Regions from separate parts of the Gossypium hirsutum genome. Here region 1 is linked to region 2. Evidence: chromatin contacts called from public Hi-C data. All regions are on one chromosome and are shown on one strand. Each heading gives the region's core, a stretch centred on a gene start, on an enhancer-like site or on the middle of the called end of the contact. The rest is flanking DNA. Distances are from core to core; before and after follow the strand shown. Region 1 has its middle 21 kb from the start of LOC107897180. Region 2 holds the start of LOC107897183 (malonate--CoA ligase).

Region 1 (5,547 bases), core at 2,313-4,812, 96 kb after region 2:
AATTTTGAATATAAATAATTAATAATTGTACTACTACTACTAGATTCTTCATTATTTCTTGCTCTCACCTCGCTGAGCGCAACGTCGTCCACGGGTGGCACCTTGCAACCATGATCTTCGTCGGCATACACATATTCGATACGTGGAGTGCTTTCAATTTATATTGTCAAAGATAAATGTTGAACCTCTTCTTTACACGAAGTAGATTCATTAATCCCATCATTATTTTGCTAAGAAGGTTATCATGTTCCCTAGGAGATCGATCGTGAGAAGATTAGCAAAGATATGTGTCAAGACTTAGTGCCAAGGAAGCAACCAACTTCACCTATAAATACTCTTTGGCCTAACCTCTCATCCTTATGCTTTTCCTTTCTCCAACCACCCTTCTCAACGACTCTTGGAACACCTCAATTGTGTGAATAGCCATTCTTTCCTTCGTTTTTTATCTAAAAAATTTGGTGCAATGAGCGTGGACGAAGTCAAGGCCATCCTGAAGAGTGTATCCTCAAAAATTCGATTTATTAGCTATCACCCAAGGATTATTGCCTTGATTTTTATCCTTCCTAAATTGTCTATGCGTTTTCCTTGCAACCACCATCCAAGGTCCAAATTTTTCCGTCACTACCATCTCATTTTCTTATGATTCCATTGACTCAATGACATCAATTGGGTTCTTTTCAGTATTAACAGCACCAACCTTAGGACAAATTTCTCGTAGATAACCATAACATACGCATTCAAAACAGATGTTAGGGATAGACTCATATTCCACACATTGAAATCGTCCATCAATTCTAGCCGATACTATTAACGGCTCGTTCAAATTAACGCTAACCGTCAAACGAGTAAAATGACCCCATGCACATTGATCAATATTATAATCAATCTTAATCACTTTACCAATCATGTTACCACTAGCCGTTAGAATACTTCACTTATACATACCACCTAATATACCTGGAAGACGAATCCATGCGATAACATTCCTAGGGAAAGAGATACTTAGACAAAATGAACTACTCCATGGTTGAACTGTAAGAGAATTTCCAAAAATCACTCAAGGACCTCTTGACAGAGCCTTCGCATAATCATTTCAATATCCATCAACTGAAAATTTTGAGACAGCTTCTAAAGCATAAGAAGTTTACTCATAAAAGCATTGAAACCAATCTTCCTTCCTAGAAATTTCAAGATCACAATACTAGCCATACTCTTCTCAATGAATGAGCGTACTCGAACAAAAAAGTTAATAGATGGGATTCTAACTCAATATCATCGTCAAACCAAGAGGATCCTTTATCCCCACAGCCCTGACCACTGTTTAGAAGCGTATACTTGAAAGGCGGTTAAGAAACACTTTGCGGATAATTCACCAATCTCATATCAAACTCCGCATCATCCTCCCTCATCCTACTCTTTTTAGCAACCTGACTAATGTCACCCGTCGTAGGCGGCTTCCCATTTTTTCGGTACCTCCATCAGCAAAGGACATGAGAGAATCCATTTTTTATCACGTTATACTCTATGTTAGATCTCCTATAATTTAATATTATCAATTAAATTTGATAACTTGGTTTTGAAGATCGTGACCTGAGTGAAACAAAATTATCAAGTATATTGTACCTGAAGGGTAAAAAAGAGGGTGGGTAGGATGCTACACTTAATTTGACTTGAAGTACGTGATAGTTTACAAGGGAATAGAATAATAGAATTAGAGAAAAAAATGCAGATAAACAAAGGATTAATGGACAAAATGTGAGTATATGAAGCTACCCAGCTAGCTGGCTCGGATGATTATTTTTGTCCATTTTGATAGATATATAGAAAGATAGGACCACCTATTTCTACATGATCCTTTACCCAATATCATTCTCTTCTTACCAACACTTTTTCTCTGTTCCCCCATTTTTCAAGTTTGTCTCAAAAACATAACATGTTCACCTGTTTTTTTGCTATATTGTAAGAATACAAAATATCTCCATAGTTCTGTTCTTTTCTGTTTTTCCGTAATTAAGCACTGTACATGTTTTGTTTTTGTTACTGATATTTCCTAATGAAATGATTGGAAATGTCATCTTAAGAACCGTGGTGGGTTTGAATTATGACTAGAAATACTAAAGTCAATACGTGTTTGAATCAAACTTTATAATTGACCCATGAAACGAAAGCCAACGAAAACTGATTAAAAGGTAATCACTTGAATCGAAAATTAATTAATCAATAAAAAATCGAAAATTAAGATTAAAAAAGACCACCCTGCCAATTGGCTATGAATTTTATTTATATATTTTTTATTAATATTTTAAATTTTTTATTTAATTATTGTAAAACCAATAATTCAATTGAAAACTAGTAATTTAACTGGTTTAACAATGGGTGATATAATAGAGGTCCCTGCCCACCACTTTTTGCCCATTTGAATGAAAAGATCCATAGATTTATGTTTTCACCATGTATTAATTTCTTATCCCTTGAATGCAAATTTAGAGTTGGGCTTACTGATTAATGATTGCGGCTTACTTAAATCTCAGTTTTAATTTTTTATAGTTATTTGGATATTTCGGATATTTTGTTTGGGATCCTTTTTTTATTAATAATTAATAAAATTTGCTGTTGTTAAAAAGATTAATTATAATTTTTTAAAAATATTAAAATAAAAATTTGTCATTATATTAATTTATAAATTTATTATTTTTGGAAGAATCTAACTGCTATTTTATTATTTTGGTTGGGTCAAAGCTTTTGCCTCTCCACAGATACGAGAGAAAAGATAAAAATAGAAAGCCTACTTAATTATAATTAAATCTTAGAAATTCGAAGTTCCAAGAAAAGCGGAAGACATTTCTGATCATAATACTAAAGAAAGAACAAGTAATTCATTGGTTACAATTTACAAAGCAAAGTGTTTAAACCAAAACACAAAACGAATTAAATTTTATCAAAATTAAATCATTAAAAAAAGAGATAATGACAAAAAATCTCCTCTACTTTAACAAACTTTCAATTTATCTAGTGTAATATCTGAACTTTAATCTCGTCTATCAATATGATACTCACCTTTAACAATGTTAATTTCTCAAAAAAGTTGACACGTGGACCAATTATATATTGCCACGTGACATTACTAAAAAAACAATCAATCAACTCTAATACCTGAAAACAATCACTTAAACTTAGAAGATAGAAATTCAAAAGGAGAATGAAAGACAAATGAAATCAATAAGTAGCTTTGTATTTAATTTAAATTTAAAAGAAAAGAACTTTTGGACTAATTGCTATGAGATCCTTAAGCTATAAGTCAAAAGTAGCTCATGATTTGACCAAGTGTTAAATAATGTTAGTATTTAATCTCGTTAAAGGCGAATACCTTATTAATAAACGAAATTAAAGCTAAGATATTACATCAGACAAATTATTGTTAAAATACAGGATGTCATTATCCCTTAAAAAAAAGTGTTACCAGAACCACACAATTTGCCACTAAATATGGGCCCTGTTATGCTTGTGAGCCTTGACCTGTTATGTTCAATGGCAGCTACCACGCCCGCCCATGCCTTTTGCACGACAGTTCCTGGGCTACCTATATCCTCTACTACAACCTAACCTACTTTATATGTAAATAGATTTATCCATCTCAGCAACGACAATGGGGTGTTTACTCTCTTTATTTTTAATGCAATTTGAATATGATATTCTTAACCATCAAAACGATGCTTTCAAACACATTATGTATCATGAAAAAAGCCTCCCCCTTTTCCACTAGCATCAAAAAGTAACCTCCGTTATTAATGTCACAGTTGACAAAGAATCATTCATCCCCCCCCCCCAACTGAATTGGGTACAATTTTTTCTCTGGAAAAAACCTTCATTTCTAAAATGTTTTGTATGCCACATTGGGCCATTTTTGTTATACAGGTTTCTAAACGGCACAGCGCTCTTATCCGTATTTTCCTATGTAAGTTACTGAGTTTTATGTAACAACACTGCCATGCTGCTGCATCGCCACAACAGGCTCGCCGCATCTGGAACACTGGAATGAGGGAACCGCAGCAAAGCGTGTTCTAAGGCAGTAATAGCAATATCTGTGAATATCATTTATAAGCAAGCCATGTATGAAAATCCAAATGCATTCCATGGAAACAGCTGTTACGAGTAGCATTCGTTAAATTACCAAGATGCATGGTGACAGTATGCACATGGCATTCTTTTATGGAGCTCAAATTCATAAGACATATTTCAAGCCAGTTGTTCATAATTTAGGGCAATATGGAGCTTCATTTCTTTCAAAAATTAGGCCCCATAAAGAGACTGGATATGAAAAATCGGAACAAGGTTAAGTGTTGTTCACAGCATCACCCTGATATAACAACAAAAGAGCTAGAAGTGTATACAGGGATAGGAAAGAATTCAGTTAACTTACCGATGCTGACAAGGGAGAGCGAGATAAGCAAGTGTTGGACTTGCCCGGCAAATGGGACAAATAGAGTCATCCTCTTTAGAACTCGAAGATTTGTCCTTTGAGAAAGGGTGAAGAAAACTTTTAACAGTTGATCAGTTAAGAAGAGGGAGAAGCAGCAACAACATCTCCTGCATAATGTAAGTATTATAGTTACAGTCATTGCAGATGAGAAGAAACATTGTTGAGCAGACTCAAAATGGTAAACAATCAGGCTATGATCCTATAATATACAGGCATTGGAGCAAACAAACTCCATGAGCAAATTACAAGCCTTAGACATCTCCTTCACCGAATATGTTAATGACAGAGTGTTAACTTCTTTATTCGTAGTTAAATGGAGACATGGTGGCAATACATGTGAAGTTTTTTAACCCCACTCTCAGAAGTCAGAATAAAGCATAGCCCAAAAAGATATTTTCCAATTTTCCTTATTTCTTTTGTTTCTAAGTTTGATGGAACTCAATATGTATATATATATATATACTTATTTACCAGCAATAGAAACTCCCATCCCTTCCTAATCATTTTGTCGATTTCTCCACAATATACACCTCACTTGATATCTTTTACTTTGGTAAAGACTAGCCTATAGACAAATATTAATGTTCCTCTTATAAATAAAGAGTACATATAAAAATCTAGAAACTGAACATTCAGATGCACAAGAATTGACACGCTGGCTTTAACAAGGATTACTGAGAACTCATTCCACACCAACTGACGATTCATGTACTCAAAACTAACAGCTCGATTCATATTAGGACTTTCATAGACAAGCCTCCCTTGTAATGATCTTTCAATAAGGTTTCTATACCTGCATTAAAACAAGTGGAATTAGATCAACTCTGCTGAAGAGAATAACAAGGTTTCTCAAACCAGCTAAAAGTTCTCTAGCCATCAGGTTTCATGTTTGATAGAATAAGGTAATATTTACCAAAGCAAGAACAAGACAAACAGATTAGTTTCGCAAAGTGACGATGGCAAATGGAAAACTTAAGATGAGTTTATTTTCCTACAGTATTAATGAGATTCGAATACACATGTGCTTCAACATTTATAAGGCTACCTCTTATGAAAAACAACACTTT
Region 2 (5,456 bases), core at 475-2,974:
TTATGCATTATGCAATGTCCACTATATCTGCAACGACATTTTAATATTATGTGTTCAACATATACATTAACCCTAAATAGAGAGTGGCTTTTGCGCTCGTCAAAGGAAGAAGAAGCAGTAATTTTGGTGGATATGCAGTGGCAAAGGACGATGGAGGAAAAATAATCACCATATGCAAAAGCTTCGATATGATTCTAAACTTCAGGCTAGGTTGTTAATTATTTGTCCAATACTTGTAGGAACGTGGTATCCAACAATGGTAGAAGTTAAATGTTGATAACAAATGGTTTAACATACTGAGGGAAAGAACAAAGGTGCATTGGAAACTATCATCGGCGATTGAGGATACAGCACTGTTTTGCAGGGAAATGAAGATAACATACATGACCAAAAAGCTAATGAAGGAAGCAAAGAAATGTGCAAAAAAAGCTTCTTCTATAACAATCTCTCACCCCTCACCTTCAAATAAAAGGGGTAGGTAAAAAAAATAAAAATAAAATAGTCTGTATATATTAAATTAAAAAGTAAATTAATTTTTTTAGTTAAAAATTGATAGAATAATTAGATGTCACGTATACATCGTGTAAACGTACAAAAAATTAATATTTAATTGTAAAAAATTGATAAAAATTTTAAAAAATTGACTAATTTACTCTTTAATTTAATATATCAAAATTAACTTATTAATTTTTTAAATAAAAAAATCATCCATTCTTGAAGTAAAGGTTACACACTTATCTTTACCAAAATAACAAACCTGATAAACTGGTTTGATGGATTTGGTACATCCACATGTCAAAGAACCAAAGATTCAAAATGAGTAGAACGTTAGTTCAACGAAAATATTATCGGGTATAATGGGTATAGTCCTTTTGCTTCATTTTTATTATCAGTTTTTGTATTTAAACTTTACTTAACTTATTTACTGGAAAATTTTATTTTAATTTAATAATTCATATAAAAATTCACATATATTTCATAAAATTAATAAAAAATTATATTTTTTAAAGATTATCTAAATGATTAATAATAAATTGCGATGTGTACTATTATGTTAGCTATTTAGCCATGTTTTTCATAATAAAAAAAAAGAGTATTTTAACTGAGATTTGAAAGTTTATGAGAAAGTGATAAAAATAGACGCTAAATTTATTATTTATAAATAATAGATTTAATGATAAATTTGGTCACTATTATTTATATATTTTGTCAAAATGACTTTAATTATATTTTGAGTTTTTTTAATCAATTTTTAATTTTTTTTTCAAACTGTATTTTTTAACAAATTTAATGAATATATTCATAAGATTTAATGAATAAATTTAATGTTTCAATTTTTCTTTTATTTTTAAAAGTTTTAATCTTTCTCATGTATGTTTGTTTTATTGAGAAGTTTTTTTAATGAGTTAATTTTTTTAAAAAAATTATATTTTTTTAATTTAATATATCATTTATTTATTTTTTTATTTTTTTATTTGTAACTATCTTATTGAATTATTTAAATAAAAAATTATATATTATTAAAAATATTTTACACATAAAATTCGATCATTCCCTTAACTTTTTTAATAAAATATGCAAACATTAGTAATTAAATTTGTGATTAAGATTTAAGTTATTTTATTTTTTAAATTCTCTCTTCGCTTTACTTTCTAAACGCCGAACTTTTGATCCGATTTGTAGGAATAATAAATAAAACTTGAATTACATTACCATTTTACCGACAAAATTAATGAACTGTGAATCATTGGTTAGGCGTTGGTAAACCTTGTTAAGCAAATCAGTTAAGAGGTCACCATTGGCATCGCCGTCCAAAGTCTACGCCGTGGAATCACAGTCTGCCGCCAAAACCCAAAACTCTTCACTAATACTTCGTATTATTTTGTAGCAGTAGTTTTCGGAATTACCACTTCCAATTCAAACTGTAAACTGAATAGTCGGCTCATTAAAAAAAAGTACGAAGAAAACAGCAGAACCAAATTTAATACGAGAAGAAAAAGTGGGTAAATAATGACAGGAATCATCACCTACTCATTTAAAGGTCTCAACTACGTCTCCCTACTTCGCCTCTCGGCTTTTCATCGCTATCGTTACTGCTATCTTAATCCTTTCGTCACACCTCCATTCACCAACGCTTCCTTCTCTTCTTCACTTCCCTCTCACTCCTGTAAGTTCTCTCTCTTTCTTTGTTTGGATGCTGAGAAAATCTAAAAGCAAGTGAGGGAAATTGTTGGTTTTTTTTTTTTGCTTGTTGGTTGTCTGTTTGGTGTTCGATGAAATGGGTAGTTAAGCTTTTGATCTTTGTTGTTGAGTGCTTTCAATGGAATTCACTCTTTTTGTAAGCTTTTTTTATATAGATATATTACTAAATTCCCTTTAAATTGTCTTGTTTTGGTTTATCCGTTGGAAGTGGGATCAAAACCGGCTACGTTAATGGAAGTGGTTAAAGCAGCTTCGAGGCCATCTGTTGCAGGAAGTATAGCAATTCGAGCTGATCAAAAGAGCTATACTTACTCGCAACTCCTCTCCTGTGCATGCAACATATCTAGGCTGTTATCCAGCACCAACATCAAAATTGTATGCTTTGGGTTCATTTCATTTAAACTGACTTATCTGTTGAATTTTAAGTAGTTAATTCATACTTCTTTGTTTGGTGATTTCAGAATAATAAAGGCGTTAGTGGACATGGAAATCTTGGTGGAGCTCGAATTGGTATTGTTGCTAAACCTTCTGCTGAGTTCGTGGCTGGAATGCTGGGCACTTGGCTTAGTGGAGGTGTTGCTGTTCCACTAGCTCTCAGCTATCCTGAGGCTGAGCTCTTGCATGTTATGAATGATTCGGTATATCCGTTAGATAACTTCATTTTCAATTTTCTTTTAATTGCTTATTGATTTTTTTTTTCTAACTTATAATCTACTTCATCATTATTAGATATGTTACTCAATTGTTAAACTTATTCAAGCTTAAACTAGTCCTATAGAGTAAGGAACTTATGTTAATGTCCATGAACTAGGAATCCAGATTAGGTATATTTGATCTGTTCACATTAGCATTTAATCTTTAACCATAATAGGGTTTAGTAAGCTTTTCAAATGCTATTCTGCAACTTGAATTATAATGTATATTCAGTTAAATTATACTACTAGATAATAGACTTGGAATAGACGTGAAGTATTGGATGTGGTATGCATTTAATGGCAGATGACTAGTGCTAAAAACCCTATGATGAATGCCGCAATTTATTTCCTTTCATGCCCCTGTGCATTCTCTCATTTAGTCTTCTTTTTTTCTTAATTTTTTTTAATGTGGAATTTTACTCAAGTTGTTTTTTGTTACTGTATTAGGATATATCTTTTGTATTGAGTACTGAAGACTACGGTGAAACTATGCAAAGTATTGCCACTAGATGTGCAGCACAATTTTCACTTATTCCTCCTGTTTCCAGCACTTTGTCATCCCCTAATATGACTGATGAATTGCAAACTGGAGAGATAGAAGCAGATGGAAGTTTGATAGGTAACATATAGAACTCTAGCTGTGTTGATGGTTAATCTTTATGAGAATATACAAAATTATCATCCTTTTTTTTGGACTAAGCTTTCATCCCATACTCCTTTTTTTTCATTTCCTATGTGCAGATGAAAATCCGGCATTGATCGTCTACACGAGTGGTACAACAGGTAAACCTAAAGGAGTAGTTCATACCCATAAGAGCATCTCTGCACAGGTAATTTTCTGAACTTCTGTAGCTGTTCTGTATTTAGGTCCTCAATTATCTTGTCGTATACAATGTGGAAGCTTAATTAATGAGATCTATACGTTAATGATGTTAATATTATCCCTAGGGTGTATTAAAATAAATGAGAAATGCTTTGCTTCCTCTAACTGTTATCCAAATCAATTCTTAGAACATGGATTCCTTGTTATCTTGCATGGAAATTGGTGGTATGATATATATCTGGAAATAATATGTTTTTGAAAATAATACCATATGCAATGAGCAGAGTAGCAGATAATGGAATACTGAACTTGACATTCTGGATTTCCTTATTATTCTGTTCTTTTTAATGCTTGAATTGGATTTACCTTTTGACAACTTTTTCTTCATTTCAGGTGAAAATGCTAGCTGATTCCTGGGAGTATACGTCTACTGATCAGTTTCTGCATTGTCTACCACTACATCATATCCATTTACAAACATTTATATAATTGAAATAGCATGTATTCTGCAGATATTATTGGTGAAGCATGCTTCCTTGCTGATGCTGTTACTACCTTCTTTAGTGCCTATGCTGAGTACTTGGTTTGAGAATATTCTTCACTTTGATCTCCTTAACTCGTACCATACATGTTCACGGGCTTTTTAATGCTTTACTTGCCCCTTTGTATGCTGGCTCAACTGTAAGCGATACTAACTTATGTCCCATTTTTGTGATTTGTGGATTTTCTTATTCTTTTCTTCTTCTTTAAATTATAAGTTTCCCTTTCAGAACTTATTTAAGTGACAAAGGTGCCATATGACTGTTTCTATTTAGCTGGGTTATAGTAGTTATTATTGTGTTATTTCAGGACAGCTTATTCAACAAGCATTATTGTTTTAATACATCTTGCCTTCTTGTTGAAGGTTGAATTTATACCAAAGTTTAGTGTAAGGAATATTTGGCAAAGATGGCGTGAATCATACCCAAAAAATGGGGCTAAGGCTGATGATGCCATTACTGTTTTTACGGGTGTAAGTATAATTTTGATCTTCAACATTTCAGTAGTTTAACATAGTTGGATGTTCTTGTATGGTTTAATCTTTGCCTAAATTGAGCATAGAGGCTCATGGTGCTGACTCCTGATTTTATTTTAGATTACCTGTATGGAAAAAATATAAAACACCTAAAGTACTGGTATTTGGTTATGATCCTTAAAATATGAGGAAAAAGAATTGAAAAAAGAAATTGAATAGATCTATGCTGGATGTAGCCAAGTGCTCAACATCCATGCTCAAGTCCAGTTGTGAAACGCTGGTTCTTCTTCTTCTTTTGCAAATTATATTTGTAGCATGCTAAATTTAGGGGCAATAGCATTTTCTTTTCCTTGTATGCCCATGTGTCTCTGATAGAGCATTCTACTTTTCCTGCTTATTCAGGAAAAATAGTCTCTGTAGAATTCCAATAATTTATGCTGTCTTTATTATGCACAAGGTTCCAACAATGTACGCTAGATTGATACAAGGTTACCAAGCAATGGATCCAGAGCAACAAGCTTTATCTGCCTATGCTGCACAACAGTTGCGTCTTATGGTAAGTTTCCTGGAAAATTTTCTCATAACATGATTCATTAAAATTTCGGGTAGATGCATAAGGTTTCCTTCTGCCCATTTGCAATCTAATTTATCCTTGACAATCTGTTTATTGCCACAAAATAGGTCTAAACCTTGTGATAATATTCTTAAAAAGGTAAACTTT

What was found. A called contact is a pair of places that touch in the nucleus more often than the background predicts.
Region 1: a Hi-C map of leaf shows a contact between it and region 2, with 1.8 times the contacts expected there. The contact joins the enhancer-like site here to the promoter of LOC107897183 in region 2. A contact is called at or near these places in 6 of 34 Hi-C or Micro-C datasets (anther, hypocotyl, leaf and 1 more).

The regions. Positions count from the first base shown.
Region 1 is chrA10:13,484,294-13,489,840 of Gossypium_hirsutum_v2.1, forward strand. It overlaps the pseudogene LOC107897179. Among protein-coding and RNA genes, the nearest start is that of LOC107897180, 21 kb to the left of the region's middle. Within about 2 kb of position 3,563, at least 3 of the 9 cell types and tissues checked have an H3K27ac peak or open chromatin away from gene starts, as enhancers often do. A contact at or near this core is called in hypocotyl and leaf, where this site is marked.
Region 2 is chrA10:13,390,260-13,395,715 of Gossypium_hirsutum_v2.1, forward strand. It overlaps LOC107897183 (malonate--CoA ligase), which reads left to right and starts at 1,725. Exons shown (of 17, transcript XM_016822540.2): 1 at 1,725-2,167; 2 at 2,411-2,577; 3 at 2,664-2,840; 4 at 3,345-3,516; 5 at 3,639-3,727; 6 at 4,114-4,183; 7 at 4,349-4,401; 8 at 4,625-4,732; 9 at 5,193-5,291. The coding sequence starts at 2,011.